Regions from separate parts of the Triticum aestivum genome. Here all the other regions are linked to region 2. The links are chromatin contacts, called in public Hi-C maps. All regions are on one chromosome and are shown on one strand. The core of a region is the stretch at or near the end of the contact, and the rest is flanking DNA. Distances in the headings are between cores, read along the strand shown. Region 1 has its middle 49 kb from the start of LOC123051196. Region 2 holds the start of LOC123051204 (monosaccharide-sensing protein 2). Region 3 holds the start of LOC123051214 (probable E3 ubiquitin-protein ligase ATL44).

Region 1 (2,740 bases), core at 84-2,583, 180 kb before region 2:
TTTGACACAAATATAGATATGGAAGTGGATATATCCGTATCCGTATAAGATTATGGGAGGTAATTTTCAAAAATTCTATCTCCAGTATTACAGTTATCCAACATAAAGGCCAAATAAGTGGTCAATTTTACTCTTTGTGTGAGTAAACTTAGAAATTATTATGCATTACAATAGTATTTATTCATAAACATATTTATCATTGACTTACTGTATGTCACAGGTTGATTATTTTATGTCACGTTGCTGTTAACTAATTTATTTAAGCAATATGTCGCTATTATTCGTATCCGTTCCGAATCGAGTAAACATCCGATATGTATGTGTATTCAAATAACATCCGAGCCGCTTTTGTATCTGATAATATCTGTATTCGCATTCGTATTTGTTTTGAAAATATGAAAATGGAAGTAGTAAGAGCATTATCCGATCCGTTTCTATTCCACCCCTATACGCACTTGTCCTGGAAACCCAACTGCAAAATTTGTTTGCCTACAAAAAGCTGCATTTTTTTAGAACATCTCTTTTTTAGGCAATTTTGGAGAACATCTGCAAATTAATTATATCATCCTCTGCCTCGTGGTACGAATTTGCCATCAACAAGGCATGTTGCTCTACCTTGTTTGGAAATGGACCAAGCTGTTGCACGGCCCAATGACGACCAGAGCATGTCAGAAGAAATATTGAACCCGCTCAACACAAAATATTGAACAACTTGTCCCGTCTAGAGCACCAGAATTTGGCCATCAGGCGTTGGAATCCCCGACAACATTTAATTTGAATAATAAAAAGAGAGATGCTATTGTTCAAAAAAGAGAGAGAATTTCGCAGGATTGCTATGTATTGCCAAGGAGTGATTTCTTCTACCCCTTTTGTTTGAGATGGAATCTCTTCTATCCCTAAGGGCACGAGTGGGAATTTTGCTTTGATAGTACATGAAATAATAGCTCCAAACGCAAAAAAAAAGCTCGGAGCGCTGGTTTTGACATGATTAGGTCTTGTTATGAGATCAAACAGAGCACATAGACTTGCTCTTTGTTCGAGCAACTATGTTGGCATTTCCGGACCGGCTCTCCGAGCAAGGTCGCTCTGCTTGGACAGTTCTAGCAGTACCCGAAAGCATTCCTCCTCCTGAAGGCTGAAGCAGACACGCTGCTGTCGTGTCTCGCTACGAGAAGCCAACAAAAAACACGCGTCCCGGTCTGAAAGTGACGCTTGGCCTAACTGCACACACACACGCACCGGGATCATCGTCGACATTCCCTTCTCCGTTGCAACCAAGTTCACGGCCGGTAGGCGCGGTGTCCACATTTGCGTGCATTGAACGAAGTACGGACTGCCAGGTCGGAGTCTGAGACTGCACACTGAATGCGGGCCCGCTCTGCGGTACCTACTCATGTATAGTACCGGGCATTACGGAAGTCTCGTCAACAAAAGCTTGGAAGATATCATTAAGATAACTACTCTTAATTGCTCGTCACATGGCGCTATCACCATGGCCACTAACTCATCGAGGACAAAAGCTTGATCCAAATCATGTCTTCCCACCGATCATCAACGTGAACCTCAGCACGGTGGACCATCCGTGCGCGCGGCAAAACCTCCAGGCAACCGAGCATTAATTTCGACCCAAAGACTGCTGCGGAAAAACACGACGTTTACGAAAGAAGAGAGCAATTCGCGCTCCGTTTGCACGTACTCCATTCGATTTCGGGATCGGCTCCGGATGGACCAGACGTCTCCGTGCCCCAGGGTGGAGACAATTTGGCATCTTCCAGCGCCGAAAAGACCTCAGCCAGGAAGCATGGGCGCCTCGTCGAGCCACTCCGCGATCGACGCGTGCGGGCACGTGAAACTACCCCCCGCCGCCGCCGCAGGCCGGCCGGTGATGACTCAGCGGTGAGACCGGAGGCCACGTGCTGACACCTGTGCGCGTCCATGCGCCCATACGTCCACGCCGTGCCGTGTCACCGTCGTCAGCATCGCATGATCGACTAGCGTGCGTGAGCCAGCAGTCGACCCCTCGCCGGCGGCCGGCTGAGATATGTACCGGGTGCCAACACTATGGCTTCACCGCGGCGGCCAAGCTTGTCGTTTCACTTGTTAAAGCTTCTTCCGCACGTACTGACGTGTTATTCCATCGATCGGCCGGTTTAATAAGTTGTTACTACTGCGTAGTGACGTGTGTTAGAAAAAGTTAGTACTGACTGACGTGGTACTGTGGTACTCGGGCCCCGGACTACGCCATGGATTGGAAGCTTCAACGAGCAAAGAAAACAAAAAGGTGATGCTATTGTGCTTATGAAAGCAACACAACGTAATAATGTAGTCTATGTCATGTGGTGGCTGTTAAACAAGTTCGGCAGTGCGTCTCCTTTATATTGTTAGAGCATCTCTAATTGGATTGGACTAATTTAGCCATGTATATGTCCGTGGACATATTCGGACATGCCCGCTGATAGCGGGGGCGATTCCCATTTGTGTGTCCGTGCAATGACGTTCTTTATCTTCTCCATTTGGCCATCCTCAAATCTAGACGAATTCAAGCACGTAAATCATACATACGACATACAACATAGCACATACATAGCAGTTCATATACCTATTTCAAGGACATAGTAGACAACATAAGGGCATAATATTGCATTCCACATTGCAGTTCATAATACTAAGCATTCTGCCTAGACATTCTACTAGACATAGGGGGATCTTCACTGTTTGGCCTTGGTGTCAGTACTAAAAC
Region 2 (2,807 bases), core at 205-2,704:
ACGAATTATATTCATTTGACAAGGGACATGGCATTTTTGTTGATACGGAAATGCATGTGTTAATTTCCTCGAGTTTGAAACCCCTAGCATTTGTTCTTCATTAGATTACATTCGAAAAACATATAGCCATGCCAGTGTTGCTTTGTCATCGAAGTGCACTTGGACGTGCTTCATGCCATTGCACTAAAAATGTCTCGAATTTTGATTTAGCTTCACTGCCAAAGTTGATTCCAAGTAGCTGTTTGTTTGAGCTCCTGATTTTTCCTACAAGAGACTGTTGACTAAAGATGAAATAGACAAGGCATAAGCAATATGAACTGAAATTTTATTTCAAGCCCAGGTTTCATGACACATACATAATCCTTTGGCGCCATTCGAATTCATATGCCTCCCTGGTACATATGCCCACATATTGTTGTCATACAATCTCGTAGTGTGGCCAACAGAATACATATCGAAACATCTGATGTAGAATATGCGAGTCTATCGTGGGCCAATCGATCGTGATGCCTTGTCCCACGAAAACCAACTAGCCTGGCTGTATGCGTCCGCGCGCACACAACGGCATGACACGGTTGGCGTCCTCCCTTGATGATGGTGGTGGATGTCACGTCTATTTGTCTGTCGCCGCAAACCTCTCCCGTCCCTCATCCACCACTCCCATCGTGATCAAAATCACCCCACCTCCCCGAAGTAGATCTAGCCGTAAAATGTAGAAGTAACTGTAAATGAAAGACGCGAGAAGCGAGGCAATCGAATCCAATCAATGTCTACCTTTTATGCTATCGGTCGAGTCCGCTACACCAAAACAAATTCGGGTCTATTCATAAGACATGCTGAAAACTTTGCCAAAACTTTGCTCATAAACCTCCTCTCAAGCTTGGAACCCAGGTAAAAACTTTCTTTAAAAAAAATGGAGGTAAAAACCTCAGGGGAACCTCCTTATTCACCTTGGATCCTACAGATTCTTCTACAAAAGATATTCTACAACCAGTGGAACCCCCATCATGCAAGGCGAGACACGATTCAAAACACGGAACATGGGGAGTCTGAAATTCCGTATAGTACTCTGCTGCAAGCTGGTACACCACACTACACCACACCCCCTTGGAATCTAGCAGGGCCATCAGTTTTGGAGCGAGCATGTGACAGCGCACCACGGATCCTCCCTAAACAAATGAATTAATAGCACAAGTACAAAGTGGCTGGTTGTCGCACACGAGACGAGCGGGAGAGAGAGGGTTGGATCCGGGCTCGCCCGCCCCATTCAATAATTCCCATATGCGGCCCTGCCCCTCCGCCAGGCCCGCGGCTGGCCCACCCGTCAACGGGCGCTCCACGCGCGCGCCCACCCGCACCGCCGGCTGACGCGTGGGCCCGTCCGCACCGGGGCCCCACGAGGCAGCGTCGCGGCGGCCTTTCCCGCAGCGGCCCGCGGAGGAATATCGTAGAGAAATCGGAGGCTGCCTCGGAGGCCACCAGATGATAGTAGTCGACAGAGTCCCCACCCCACACTCACGCACACTCCTCCTCATCTCGCCCGGGGCGAAATCGACGCCACAGCGGGAGGGAAAAGGCTTCCGGGGTTGGCAGGGATTCCGCCTCTTATACGCCTGCCCGCCTCGCCAGATTCCTCACAGCTTCCCTGCCCCGAGCGGAGATCCTGAACTCCGGAGGCCGTCGTCGGGTAAGCGAAGCTCTGCCCCTGCTTGTTCCGTGTGTGCGTGGAGCAGAGGCGGCCGTGGCCGGCTGCTTCTGTCGATTCTGATTTGTTCTTGGGTGTTGTTGTTTTTTATATCTTACGAGCTTTGCCGTGCTGACGGGTGGTGCTGTTGTTGGTGGTGATTGTGCTGTGCAGGGGTAAGATTCGGCGGCCATGTCGGGCGCCGTGCTGGTCGCCATAGCGGCGTCCATCGGGAACCTGCTGCAGGGGTGGGATAATGCGACCATTGCAGGTAATTCGTTCGTTCGTGCCGCCGGAAAAGCAGCTGCTCTTTCGACGCCGTTGGGATACTCTTTATGCTGTTGCGCTTCCCAGGGGCCCGTGTTGTTAGGTAGAGGCAGCAATTATTGGGAATCTTGCCGGCTCCGATCACGACGGATTTGGTGGAGCTGCATGTAGTAGTAGTAGTGGTAGTAAAAACAAATATTCTTTCTTGTTCAACGATCTTTTAAAACCGATCAAGCAGCCGAAACGAAATCCTCGCAAGATTTCCGACTTCTCTGAACGGATCCGTCTCATGCGCGATCTGCGCATCTGAACCATGATAATTCAGTCTGCGTCGACATGTTCTGAATTCTGAACTGATGCTGATGCCTTGACTTCACGCTGACCATGTTGACTTGCTGCTGTGATCTCTGCAGGTGCCGTCCTGTACATAAAGAAGGAGTTCAGCTTGGAGACCCAGCCCTTGATCGAGGGCCTCATCGTGGCCATGTCGCTCATCGGGGCGACGGTTATCACCACGTTCTCCGGGGCGGTGGCTGATGCTGTTGGCAGGCGGCCCCTGCTGATCGCCTCGTCTGTCCTCTACTTTGTCAGTGGCCTGGTGATGCTCTGGGCGCCCAACGTCTATGTGTTGCTCTTGGCCAGGCTCATCGACGGGTTCGGTATCGGTTTGGCTGTCACCCTTGTCCCTCTTTACATTTCGGAGACCGCCCCGACTGACATTAGAGGGCTGCTGAACACGCTGCCGCAGTTCAGTGGGTCAGGAGGGATGTTCCTTTCTTACTGCATGGTGTTCACCATGTCGCTCATGCCGCAGCCTGACTGGAGAATCATGCTTGGGGTTTTGTCGATCCCGTCG
Region 3 (2,958 bases), core at 361-2,860, 140 kb after region 2:
GATTCGGAGGAAGGAGAGTGAGGCCGGCCACCCGATGGGAAATTAGGGGGCAGAGAGATTTAAGAAAAGTTCTGTAACAATCCTGTAACAGGCCCCTACGTCTAGGATTATTGATTTCTCTCTCCATACCTGAAACATTTTCATGCCATTGTCGACTTCTACATATTTCTTCATATTGGAAGTACTCCCTCTGCAAACTAATATAAGAGTGTTTATATCACTATTTTAGTGATCTAAACACTTTTATAAAAGTATTAGTTTAAATGCTCTTATATTAATTTACGGAGGGGGTATTTCATAACTGCCATTACTCCACAACTTCCACCCAAATCGCCCACACCAAACAGATTTTCAGACACGAGCTGCATATTTCTAGCTTGCCGGATCCACATGTAAAATGTTTTTTCTTTGCCTCTTTTGAGCAAGCTATTGCAGTACAAATAGTATATTTTTACACGAGACCACGCACGCTCTTTACAAATCTGATGTCATGTTCCCCACATCCATACGTACTGGAGCAGCAGCGCAAGTGCAGGGCGAAAAAGGTTGCAGAAAAGAGTCACGTTCACATCACAGCTCTAATTATTCTCCCTTCCATTTCTTGAGAAGAAAAACTTCACTGCGGTAGTACTGCAGCGTGGGCCAGCAGCAGAAAGGAGCAGCTCAACTACCCACACCGACCTGGACCCACCCGCCAGGGGACATGACGGCTCTTCTACTGCTACTACGGCAAGAATCCCCCACGGCCGCCGCCGCGGCTGCCGCCGGCCGACGACGACGAGGAGGCGATGACGGCCTCCAGGATGGTCTCCTCGCACTTGCGGCACCGCTTGGGCGGCGCGGGGTCGTCGAGGACGATGGGGCGGCGGCAGGACGGGCAGGAGGAGTTGGAGCGCAGCCAGGTGTCGACGCAGTCGACGTGGAACCCGTGGCCGCACTGCGGCATCACGCGCACCTCCTCCCGCTCGCCGAACTCCGTCAGGCAGATGGCGCACTCCGCGAGGATCCCGTCCTGCCCCTCCTCCTCCTCGCCCCCCGCCACGGCGCCCCTCGCCGCCGCCGCCGCGGCCACCGCGTCCGCGTACGCCAGCTTCGGCAGCGCCTTGAGCGCCTTCTTCTTGAGCCCCTTGCTGGTGGTCGTCACGCTGCCCCCGGACGCGCCTGTCGTCGTAGTAGTTGTGGTACCATGGTTATGCCCGCCGCCGCCCCCGCCGAAGGCCGCCAGGGCGTGGGCCGGGCTGCCGGACGGCGAGGAGGGGTTGGCGTGGGCGTTGGCGTTGCGGCGGGAGCGCGCGCACCGCGCGACGGCGGCGAGGCCGACTACGCAGATGAGCGCGCAGAGCAGGGCGGCGAGGATGACGACGACATCTGAGCTGACGCCGGCGGGCGGATCGGCCGGGGGGATGCCCGGTATGCGGCTGGGGTCGCCGCTCTGGAGGAGACGCCGCGACGGGTACGGCGATGGCCGGAGCATCGCCCACGTTCGTCCAGCGCCGGTAGTTGGAGGGGGCCTTTTCCGCAAAATTAAAGTTGTGGCGAGACGCGAGAGAAGCGAAAGGGGGGGTGGTGGTGTTGGCAGGTTGCGATTGTTAATGGCGGGCGGGTAAGCGTCGTAGCGAAGCTCCCGTGGCGATTTCCCGCGGGTTGGGGGCCGGTATCGTCGACCAGCTGGACAATCCCAAAAGGCCCACGTGGACGCGCCAGGATAATTAGAGATTAAGATTTTGCATTTTATTTTTGGGAGAGATTAAGATTTACTTTGGGTGCAGATTCAGAGACATTTCCTCCGGAGCTTTATATAAGAAAAGAAAACGCCTTCGCTGTGGATGGAGTAGGGTAGATGGATGATGCGTGTTCGTTCTGCAATGAAATGGAACCGGGGAGGCGATCCCTGATTGATCTTCTAAAGAAAGAAGTTTCGCTGTCGTCGGACGCGACATTCCGCGTCGTGCAGACGCCGGCCAGTTTCCACTCACCGGCAGGTCAACGAAGAGGGCCAAAGCAGCTCCACGATCAAGCGGAAAAATGATCCCAATCATGAGCAGCGGATGCTCAACTGCCAATAGTCGAGGCGCTATAGCTATGGCCTAGCAGTCTCGAACAGCGAGCGGCATTGCCATGCTCCCACATGGGGCAGGTCCGTCCGACCCGCCACTCCTACTCCTTCAGAAGCAAGCGTTCCTCAACCACTAGCAGCTCGAACGAACGCCACGAAAGTCCGTCCAGCGTTATCTGGACCCCCTCCCCTCGTCAAGATTCGTACTACTGGCGATCACGATGAGTCCACGAGACGAGCCCCGGGAGAAAAGCAAGACAAGGCAAGGCAAGGCAAAGCAAAACTTCGCCACGCTTCGAGTCGCCTCCCCCGCCCCCACGGCAAGAGACGCCCGCGGCCGCTCGGACGGCGACGGCCACGCTCGCCGACGGGGCACTACCACGACGCGACGCGCCTCCCGTCCGGGGCGGTGGAAAATGAAACGATCGCGAGGCCGGTGCGTAGACCGACGACGGTGCGTCGAAGGCTCGGGATGGCGCGCCGAGCACGGCCGGTGTTGACGTCGCGATCGGTACTGGCGTTGGTGGTGGTAGAGTCGTGGTGCCGTAAACCTCGACGACCTCGACGACCGACCGCTGCGTCATGTATTCAGAGGTACGGTCGCCTACGACTCTGGCGACGATTTCAACAGGGGTGACGACGCAGACGCAGTGCATGTGTGGACTTGTGGTACTGCACTCGGGTAACAATTATTTCAGCAGACAATGACTGATGAGAGACGTTTGCACAGTTATTCTGCTTGTCCTCCCTATGGTATCAAATCTCCGAGAAGCATGAAAAAGATCTAGAGCCTTCGTTCAAATTTCTGAAACGTAACCATCCCATCACGGTTTCATAATCACTGTGTTTGCAGTTGCACAGGACAACTGGAACTGGCACTCACCTATATGCTGGTTCACGTC

What was found. Hi-C and Micro-C count contacts between places; a contact is called where the count stands out from the background.
Region 1: a Hi-C map of leaf shows a contact between it and region 2, with 6 times the contacts expected there. The contact joins the enhancer-like site here to the promoter of LOC123051204 in region 2. A contact is called at or near these places in 2 of 5 Hi-C or Micro-C datasets (both in leaf) and 1 of 1 datasets of contacts at active chromatin or transcription factors (leaf).
Region 3: a contact with region 2 is called in a Hi-C map of leaf, with 4 times the contacts expected there. The contact joins the promoter of LOC123051214 here to the promoter of LOC123051204 in region 2. A contact is called at or near these places in 2 of 5 Hi-C or Micro-C datasets (both in leaf).

Annotation. Positions count from the first base shown.
Region 1 is chr1A:364,141,033-364,143,772 of IWGSC CS RefSeq v2.1, forward strand. No RefSeq gene overlaps it. Among protein-coding and RNA genes, the nearest start is that of LOC123051196, 49 kb to the left of the region's middle. Within about 2 kb of position 1,334, at least 3 of the 8 cell types and tissues checked have an H3K27ac peak or open chromatin away from gene starts, as enhancers often do. A contact at or near this core is called in leaf, where this site is marked.
Region 2 is chr1A:364,318,986-364,321,792 of IWGSC CS RefSeq v2.1, forward strand. LOC123051204 (monosaccharide-sensing protein 2) reads left to right here and starts at 1,455. Exons shown (of 6, transcript XM_044474018.1): 1 at 1,455-1,687; 2 at 1,859-1,955; 3 at 2,365-2,807. The coding sequence starts at 1,877.
Region 3 is chr1A:364,463,331-364,466,288 of IWGSC CS RefSeq v2.1, forward strand. LOC123051214 (probable E3 ubiquitin-protein ligase ATL44) reads right to left here and starts at 1,611. Exons shown (of 1, transcript XM_044474029.1): 1 at 392-1,611. The coding sequence starts at 1,474. The coding sequence ends at 725.